2 separate regions of the Salmo salar genome follow, and region 2 is linked to region 1. A link is a contact called in public Hi-C data. All regions are on one chromosome and are shown on one strand. Each heading gives the region's core, a stretch centred on a gene start, on an enhancer-like site or on the middle of the called end of the contact. The rest is flanking DNA. Distances are from core to core; before and after follow the strand shown. Region 1 holds the start of LOC106571934 (nuclear receptor coactivator 3). Region 2 overlaps LOC106571934 (nuclear receptor coactivator 3).

Region 1 (3,976 bases), core at 294-2,793:
GCGAGAGCTAGAGAGAGAGCGAGAGCTAGAGAGAGAGAGAGCTAGAGAGAGAGAGAGGCTAGAGAGAGAGAGAGAGAGAGCTAGAGAGGCGAGAGAGAGAGAGAGCTAGAGAGAGAGAGCTAGAGAGCTAGAGAGAGAGAGAGAGAGAGAGAGGCTAGAGAGAGAGAGAGAGAGAGCTAGAGAGAGAGAGAGAGACCTGGAGAGAGAGCTAGAGAGAGAGAGCTAGAGAGAGAGAGCTAGAGAGAGAGAGAGCTAGAGCTAGAGAGAGAGAGCTAGAGAGAGAGAGCTAGAGAGAGCTAGAGAGAGAGGCTAGAGAGAGCTAGAGAGAGAGCTAGAGAGAGAGAGCTAGGAGAGAGAGAGCTAGAGAGAGAGCTAGAGAGGCTAGAGAGAGCGAGAGAGAGAGAGCGAGAGCTAGAGAGAGAGCGAGAGCTAGAGAGAGCGAGAGCTAGAGAGAGAGCGAGAGCTAGAGAGAGCGAGAGCAGAGAGAGAGAGAGCTAGAGAGAGAGAGAGAGAGAGAGAGCTAGAGAGAGAGAGAGAGAGAGAGAGAGAGAGAGAGAGAGAGAGAGAGAGAGAGAGAGCTAGAGAGAGAGAGAGAGCTAGAGAGAGAGAGAGAGCTAGAGAGAGAGAGAGAGCTAGAGAGAGAGAGAGCTGAGAGAGAGAGAGAGCTAGAGAGCAGAGAGCTAGAGAGCTAGAGAGCTAGAGAGCTAGAGAGCTAGAGAGCGAGAGAGAGAGAGAGAGAGAGAGAGAGAGAGAGCTAGAGAGAGAGAGCGCGCAAGAGCTAGAGAGAGAGCTAGAGAGAGAGAGAGAGAGAGAGAGCGCGAGAGCTAGAGAGAGAGAGCATTTACATTTGACTTGGTTAGACTTTACCCCTGCGCCGCCGGGCGACATGAACTTACTGAATGAATGCAACATGTCCTAGGCTAGTTTACGAGTCAGAAAATACTATGATTTATCTCGTGTCGTCTGCGCCAAGTGTGACAGAACATAAACAACACTTTTTTTTTCAACCTTGTCCTCTTAGTAAGTTAGAAAATGTGTCCCTTCAAGTTCCAAACTAAAGGACACTTTATTTTCATTTCCTCAGCTATGACCATTAATAGACTCAAAGCCACTATGTCAGAGACCATAGGGTACAGCACGCTATACCTACACCAACATCCATGACCTTGGCTTGGACCTGGAGTTATACTTTTTCTTTGCTGTCCAAATAAACGGGAATATGCACAGTGCCCGTGTGTGCGGTGCACCAACCTGTATTGTGTTATGAAGAGTGTATTGAGTCCTACTACACATTAGTGGACAACAAAGTCCGTCCAAACGAACGACGGACAATGCCATTCGTGCGTAAAACCGAGTTTGGCATAGAAGGAACGTGTAAAGGGAAAACGTAGTAAACTCACCAAATCGATGTATCTCTGTCAGCGCACCGATATCTTCTTCGTTTCGCTATTAACTCTCCGCCATCTTCAACGCTGTGTTTGTTTAAATGGGAAACACTCCCGAAGCCCAAGAAGCCAGCTTGTGGCTGAGCGATGGGGTTTCTGGGTAGTGTAGTTTTATTCCCGTCGAACGCTTCAGCTAGGGCAGACCTCTCGGATACGGACTACAACTACGTATGCCCCAAGAGGAGACCTCGAGCTGTGGTGTAGACGGCTGACAGCGACGATATTAGAGCAGAAAAATGCCATGGTGTTTATTTTTAGTTAACCTGAGGAGCACTTGAAAAGCAAACAGTGACTTGTTTGTGTGCAAATGCCTGTAATAGCTAATAGGCTGTTCTGCTATCATCTGCTTTAACATGGTCATGACGGTTTGCAGAAGGGGTGTGGCTTGGACATAATGTCTAAGTAAACTTATAACATTTACAGCAGGGATCGTCAACTAAATTCAACACAAATATATATATATCATATTTCACTACAACAGAATCATTTCAAACCTTGCTTGCTTTTGTACACGATCACATATCTCTCTATTTATTATGCGTGGTAATACTTTGGGAGGTGCCATATTCAATCAAACCACTTTAACCGTGATTTGAGTTTGATTGAACTGCTATAAATGACATGATGCTTTGATTTAGTCTGGTAGTCTTACGCCTTAGCGAGAGCTAACTCTGAATTGCTAGCTGTAATAATATTTTCTGGACCTGGAAAGGGCTGCGTGGTTTTATTTTGTATCTGTAGAACAGTGGAACCTTCAGGCCTGTATGTGTTATAGATGAGGCCCATATGTGGACTCAATATGGAGGAGCTGGCAGGGTCAGTGTGGACCGGTGGCGTCAGAGTCTGCATGGTGGCCTGGGGACTGGGGCACAATCTGCACAGTCGGCCCAGAACCTGTACCCCTGCCCACTAGCGGTTCTTTACTGCTATCGTTCTTTTTTTACATCCGTTATTAGACAGTGGCAACGATGATGATTATGAACATGGTCTTTTGCCTGCTAATGCCTGCAATGCAGTGAAGAAAACGATATGGCAACAATGACGTCTAATGTAACTGGCCCCTCTAACAGTACAACTGGCCCCAGCTTGGCCCCCCCAGTTGAAATGGTCTAGAACCGCCACTGCCCCTGCCAAGAAGAGACAGGGTAAGATAGCACCAACCCGTCACCATGGTGATACCAGGCAGGCAGGCAGGGGAGTAGGCACACACACAGGCAGAGCAGAGAGTAGGGTTTCAGCTGTGCCAGGGAGGGGTAGAGATTGAGGGAGGGAGAGAGATAGGAAGAAAGTGAGAATCAGGTAGAGAGAAGGTGGAGAGAGTGTAAAAACAGAGATGGAGTGGCAGAAAGGCTGGAAGACAGGTAAAGAGGGACAACAGATGTATTGATATAGTGAGTATTTAGTATATTGTATTTACTAGGATCCCCATTAGCGACTGCCAAGTACTCTTCCTAGCGTCCAAACAGCGTTAAAACAATTACATCACAATAAATGTTAAAAAAAACAGCCTACATCATACATAAAACAACGCATCATAGAAGACATTATTACTCTATTAATCTATTAGTACAAATGTACAATATAAAATCCACAATACCACAACATTGCAATGTGTGTGTGTGTGTAGAGTGTGTGTTAGAGTGCGTGCGTGCGTGCTTCTCTTCACAGTCCGTGTTGTGCCGTGAGAGGTTGTTAGATCTGTTTTTTTCAAATCTGATTTCACTGCTCGCTTGAGTTACTTGATGTGGAAGAGAGTTCCATGTAGACACGGCTCTGTGTAGTACTGCACGTTTCCTAGAGTCTGTTTTGTACTTGGGGACTGTGAAGAGAACCCTGGTGGCATGTCTTGTGGGGTGTGTATGCATGTCTGAGCTGTGTGTTAGCTATTTGAACAGACAGTTTGGTGCTTTCAACACGTGAATACCTCACACAAAGGCGAACTAGTGATGCAGTCAATCTCTCCTCTACTTTGAGCCAGGAGAGATTGACATGCATGATATTAATATTGACCCTCCGTGTTGATTTAAGGGCCAGCCGTGCTGCTCTGTTCTGGGCCAACTGTAATTTTCCTGTAGGACTTGTTTTGTTGATTGAGTGAGTGTGAGAGGAGAGGGAGAAAAATTGTGGAAATACAGAAAATAAGGCAAGGAGGACAATGAGAGGAAAGGAGAGAGGGCAAGAGAAAGAGAGGGAGAAATGGAATGTGAATGTGCAGAGTGAGTGAAGATGAAGAGGGAGAGAGTGATAGAAAACATTAAGTAGAGCCAGTCAGAGAATTACCTAGAGAGAGAGAGTGCTAAAGGAAAGAGAGAGAAAGAGAGGCGACAGAGAGCGAAGGGGGAGGAATGAGCAGGAGGAGAACAGGACTTTGCAATTAGCCTGGCCTGGGCATAATCCACCAAGTCAAGGAACACGAACAGAGGAAAAGAAAAATTGACAGACCTGAGTTACAACTGTGCTTGGATTAGGTGTCCTTTCAAACCTTTTTAGAGAGAGAGAGAGAGAAAAAGAGAGAAAGAGAAAAGGGGTGG
Region 2 (3,631 bases), core at 1,044-3,543, 110 kb before region 1:
AATAGAATACACGTAGAGGAAGTGAAAAAAAACAAAAAAACTACAAGGCATCACGTTGGATGCAGGTTTAGCATGGTCAGAACACATAGATAATATTGTTATAAGATGGGTGAGGGAATTGTTGTTACAAGAAAATGTTCAGAGTATGTAACATCTAGCACACTGAATCAGGTGATTCAATCCCTGGTCCTATCACATTTAGAGTACTGTCCAGTTATATGGTCAATCCCTGGTCCTATCACACTTGAAGTATTGTCTGGTTATATGGTCATCTGCAGCAAAGAAAGATATAAAAAAGCTCCAAATGGCTCAAAACAGGGCTGCCAGATTATCTCTTCATTGCTCTAAGCAAATGTATATTATTAAAATGCATCAGAATCTCTCATGGCTTCACGTTAAAAACAAATTACAATCTAGTCTTCTGATTTTCTTTAGGAATGTTATATTTTTCAAAAACCACAGTATTTTTCAGTCCAATTAGTACATACTAGCAACACGCATAACCACCAAACCAGACAGGCAAATTCAGGGCAGCTAAAACAACACAAGCCAAGGACAAATCGCCTTAAATCTACAGTTTAATATAGAGCTATAGCTGAATGGAACTTTTTACTAATCCATATTTCTCAGGCAAAAAGTAAATCCACCCTCAAGGAAAAAAATAAAAGAACATCTAATGTGATAGACCATATGACTGGACAGGAAATAGAAAGCATCAACTGAATGTTAAATGTGTTTCCTGTCAGGTATTTTCATTATCTGTATTGTCTACTTGTTGAATGTTTGTGAAGTCTTGATAGTGGTTGTTTGTAATTTCTTGTTAATTGGTGTTGGACCCCAGGAAGATTAGCTAGCGTTATGGCGTTAGCTAATGGGGATCCTAATAAAAATTACGAAAATATTACCTCAATTACCTCGACTAACCTGTGCCCCCGCACATTGACTCTGTACTGGTACCCCCTGTATATAGCCACGCTACTGTTATTTTACTGCTGCTCTTTAATTATTTGTATTTTTTACTTAACACTTATTTTTCTTAAAACTACATTGTTGGTTAAGGGATTGTAAGTAAGCAATTCACTGTAAGGTATACACGCATGTGACAAATAAAATGTGATTTGATAGTGATAGATATTACTAATGGGTTAGCCAACACTGCAGTGTGTGTGTGTGTGTGTGTGTGTCTACTCACCCTGCTCCTTGATCTGTCTGATCTGGCGCACCGTCTCCTTGAGGATAGCACACTTGTCTGGCTTGACGTTGAAGCTGTCGATGTCACTGAGATTGGCAGAGATCAGTTCGGCCAGCTCCTCAATGTATTTACTCTCCTGCTCCCGCCGCCTTCGCTCACACCTACAGGGGGTGCCACTGTGTTTTACTACCGGTATTCACCAATATTATTTACCATTGTTTTGTGAGGTTTGTATTCAAACACAAGAAAATGGACTGAAACAGGGAGGGGCTACCTAAAACTGTCCAATAAGAAATACTTGTTTTTGTTTTCCATTGCAAAACATTTCAAGGAAGTTGGCCTATTTCCAAATAACTTGTTGTTACATGTCCATGGTTAGTGAATCTGAGCAGTCTGTGTTATTTACAATATAGCATTCTGGGGGATGTGGCTCATTCCGCGTCACCACCATTCTCTAGTTCAGGTATGAATGTATGCATTAATTCTCTCATACATACATACATACATACATTCTACCTGTCTTGACTTTGAGGATGCGTTTTCAGACTATTGAAAAAGAAACCGATTTCCAACAGGTCAATGTTGAGCTTAACTCAATATCCCAGCCAATAATCAAAATGGTCAAATATTGTGAAACCGGTTGTAAACTGGTTCAAACTGTAGTGTAGACGAGATACCTTTAATGTAAGTGATTACAGCTACTAGAGATCTCCAGATTCAGAAGCCAGGGTTGACTTACAGTGGGCTACATTAAAAAAGACTACACCCTGTTTTAATGTACATTTGGAAGTTGATTCATAAAACATATGAACAAAAATGTATCTGACTTGACAAAATAGATTTGCACTTGTATGTTGTTTTAAAAAAAAACAAATAAAGAAGAAAATCCCCAAATACCCCCCCCATCCCATGGCCTCACGCCAGCCGCTGCCTTACTCACCCCAGACTGGGCGTGTCGCAGGTGGAGAGCTTGCGTTTTCGGTTTTCCGAGCTCAGAGGCTCCATGGAGTTGTCCCCCAGTCCGCTCATCGTGTACACATATCAGCACCTGACAGGGACAGGACAAACACACATGCTTAGCCACAGGTCAGATAATGGGAGGGATGGTCAATAAGATGTTGTTAATGTAACTGGGTGGGGAAGAAACGAGAAGGTGTGGAAACCTCCATATATAAAAACACATCTCACCTTATGGCTGTGGATAATACTCAAACTCAGAGGGAGACACACACAGGACGTGAAGGAGAAGCTTTATGCTAAATATCCAACCTCCAGGGTACTCTTAAGCTTACTTTATGCAAATCACGCTATTGGCACAATATGAAAAATCTATATTGCATCGTCTGCCTCCTCCTCTCAGGGTAGAGTGTGTGTATGACCTCGCGCACACACGCAGACACACAAGGATTAGCAGTGTCTCTGACAGTAAGACACGCTGTACGACTAACCCTGTTAGACAGCAGTCTGTCTCCTACAATGCATCTCACTCGGTCTACAGGAATGTAGGCTGTCTAAGGTGGAGAGAGGCGGGGAGGGGGGAGGAAGAGAAGTGAGGAAAGGAGAAGCTGGCAGCATGAAGTCCACGCTGATTGGTCCATTTATTTACCAGTGACGCCGGAGAAAGGTAGGAGGGAGGGAAAGAGAGAGAGAGAGAGAGGAAGAGGGGGCAGAGGGAGAGAATGCAAAAGGAGGGGGAGTGAATGAGGTGAGAGACAGAGAAAGGGAGGGGACATGGGGGTGCAGGATGAGAGCAAGAGGATAGAGAGTGAGATCAGTGGCGATCCCCTAAAAGCACACCGCTTCGATACAGCAGGTCAGGAGAATTAGGCTAAGGCTACAAAAAGTAACTTGTGTCGAAGTGGTGTGTTTTTAGGGAGTCCCAAGCAGTGGAAACAGAGGAGAGGAGGAGGGAAAAGTGTAGTGAAGGGGAGGGAGCAAGAGGGAGAGCGGGAAGAGAGTGAGAGAAGGCGTGGAAGGAAGGGAGATGGAGGAGAGAGAGAGAGAGAGAGAGAGATGCAGTGCACGATCAGGAGGAGAACCACACTCCAGTGCCCTTCTTAACCTTCCCAGCAAGTGCATCATATTTATTCCATTGATTACATGGTTACCCTCTGACCGACATGCATGAAACCTCTACTGAATAGAAAAGCAAGCCACCAGAGGGAAAGGAACAGTGTTGCCATTCTATAATTCTATCCATTTGTTTTACAGATATTTTTTGGAATGTATATCACTTGGATTTCAATTTCAATAATTTCAAGGACATTCGATTGGCATGACAAAAAGAGTGCGTTCATTGCCACATCATCCCAGCTGTGCCAAATAGTGCACTGTAACGTTCTAAAGATAGCCCACTAAAATGGCTTGTGAACAGACGTTCTACCCTGCCTATTCATTCGATCATGCCTGCTGGTCTGACAACATCACCTAAATCAGGGA

The links. A called contact is a pair of places that touch in the nucleus more often than the background predicts.
Region 2: a Hi-C map of gill shows a contact between it and region 1, with 2.1 times the contacts expected there. The contact joins the enhancer-like site here to the promoter of LOC106571934 in region 1. A contact is called at or near these places in 2 of 3 Hi-C or Micro-C datasets (gill and muscle).

The regions. Positions count from the first base shown.
Region 1 is chrssa15:66,153,397-66,157,372 of Ssal_v3.1, reverse strand. It overlaps LOC106571934 (nuclear receptor coactivator 3), which reads right to left and starts at 1,543. Exons shown (of 22, transcript XM_014145511.2): 1 at 1,401-1,543.
Region 2 is chrssa15:66,266,088-66,269,718 of Ssal_v3.1, reverse strand. It overlaps LOC106571934 (nuclear receptor coactivator 3), which reads right to left. Exons shown (of 22, transcript XM_014145511.2): 3 at 2,133-2,240; 4 at 1,193-1,353. The coding sequence starts at 2,221. Among protein-coding and RNA genes, the nearest start is that of LOC106571937, 26 kb to the left of the region's middle. Within about 2 kb of position 2,293, at least 2 of the 13 cell types and tissues checked have an H3K27ac peak or open chromatin away from gene starts, as enhancers often do. A contact at or near this core is called in gill, where this site is marked.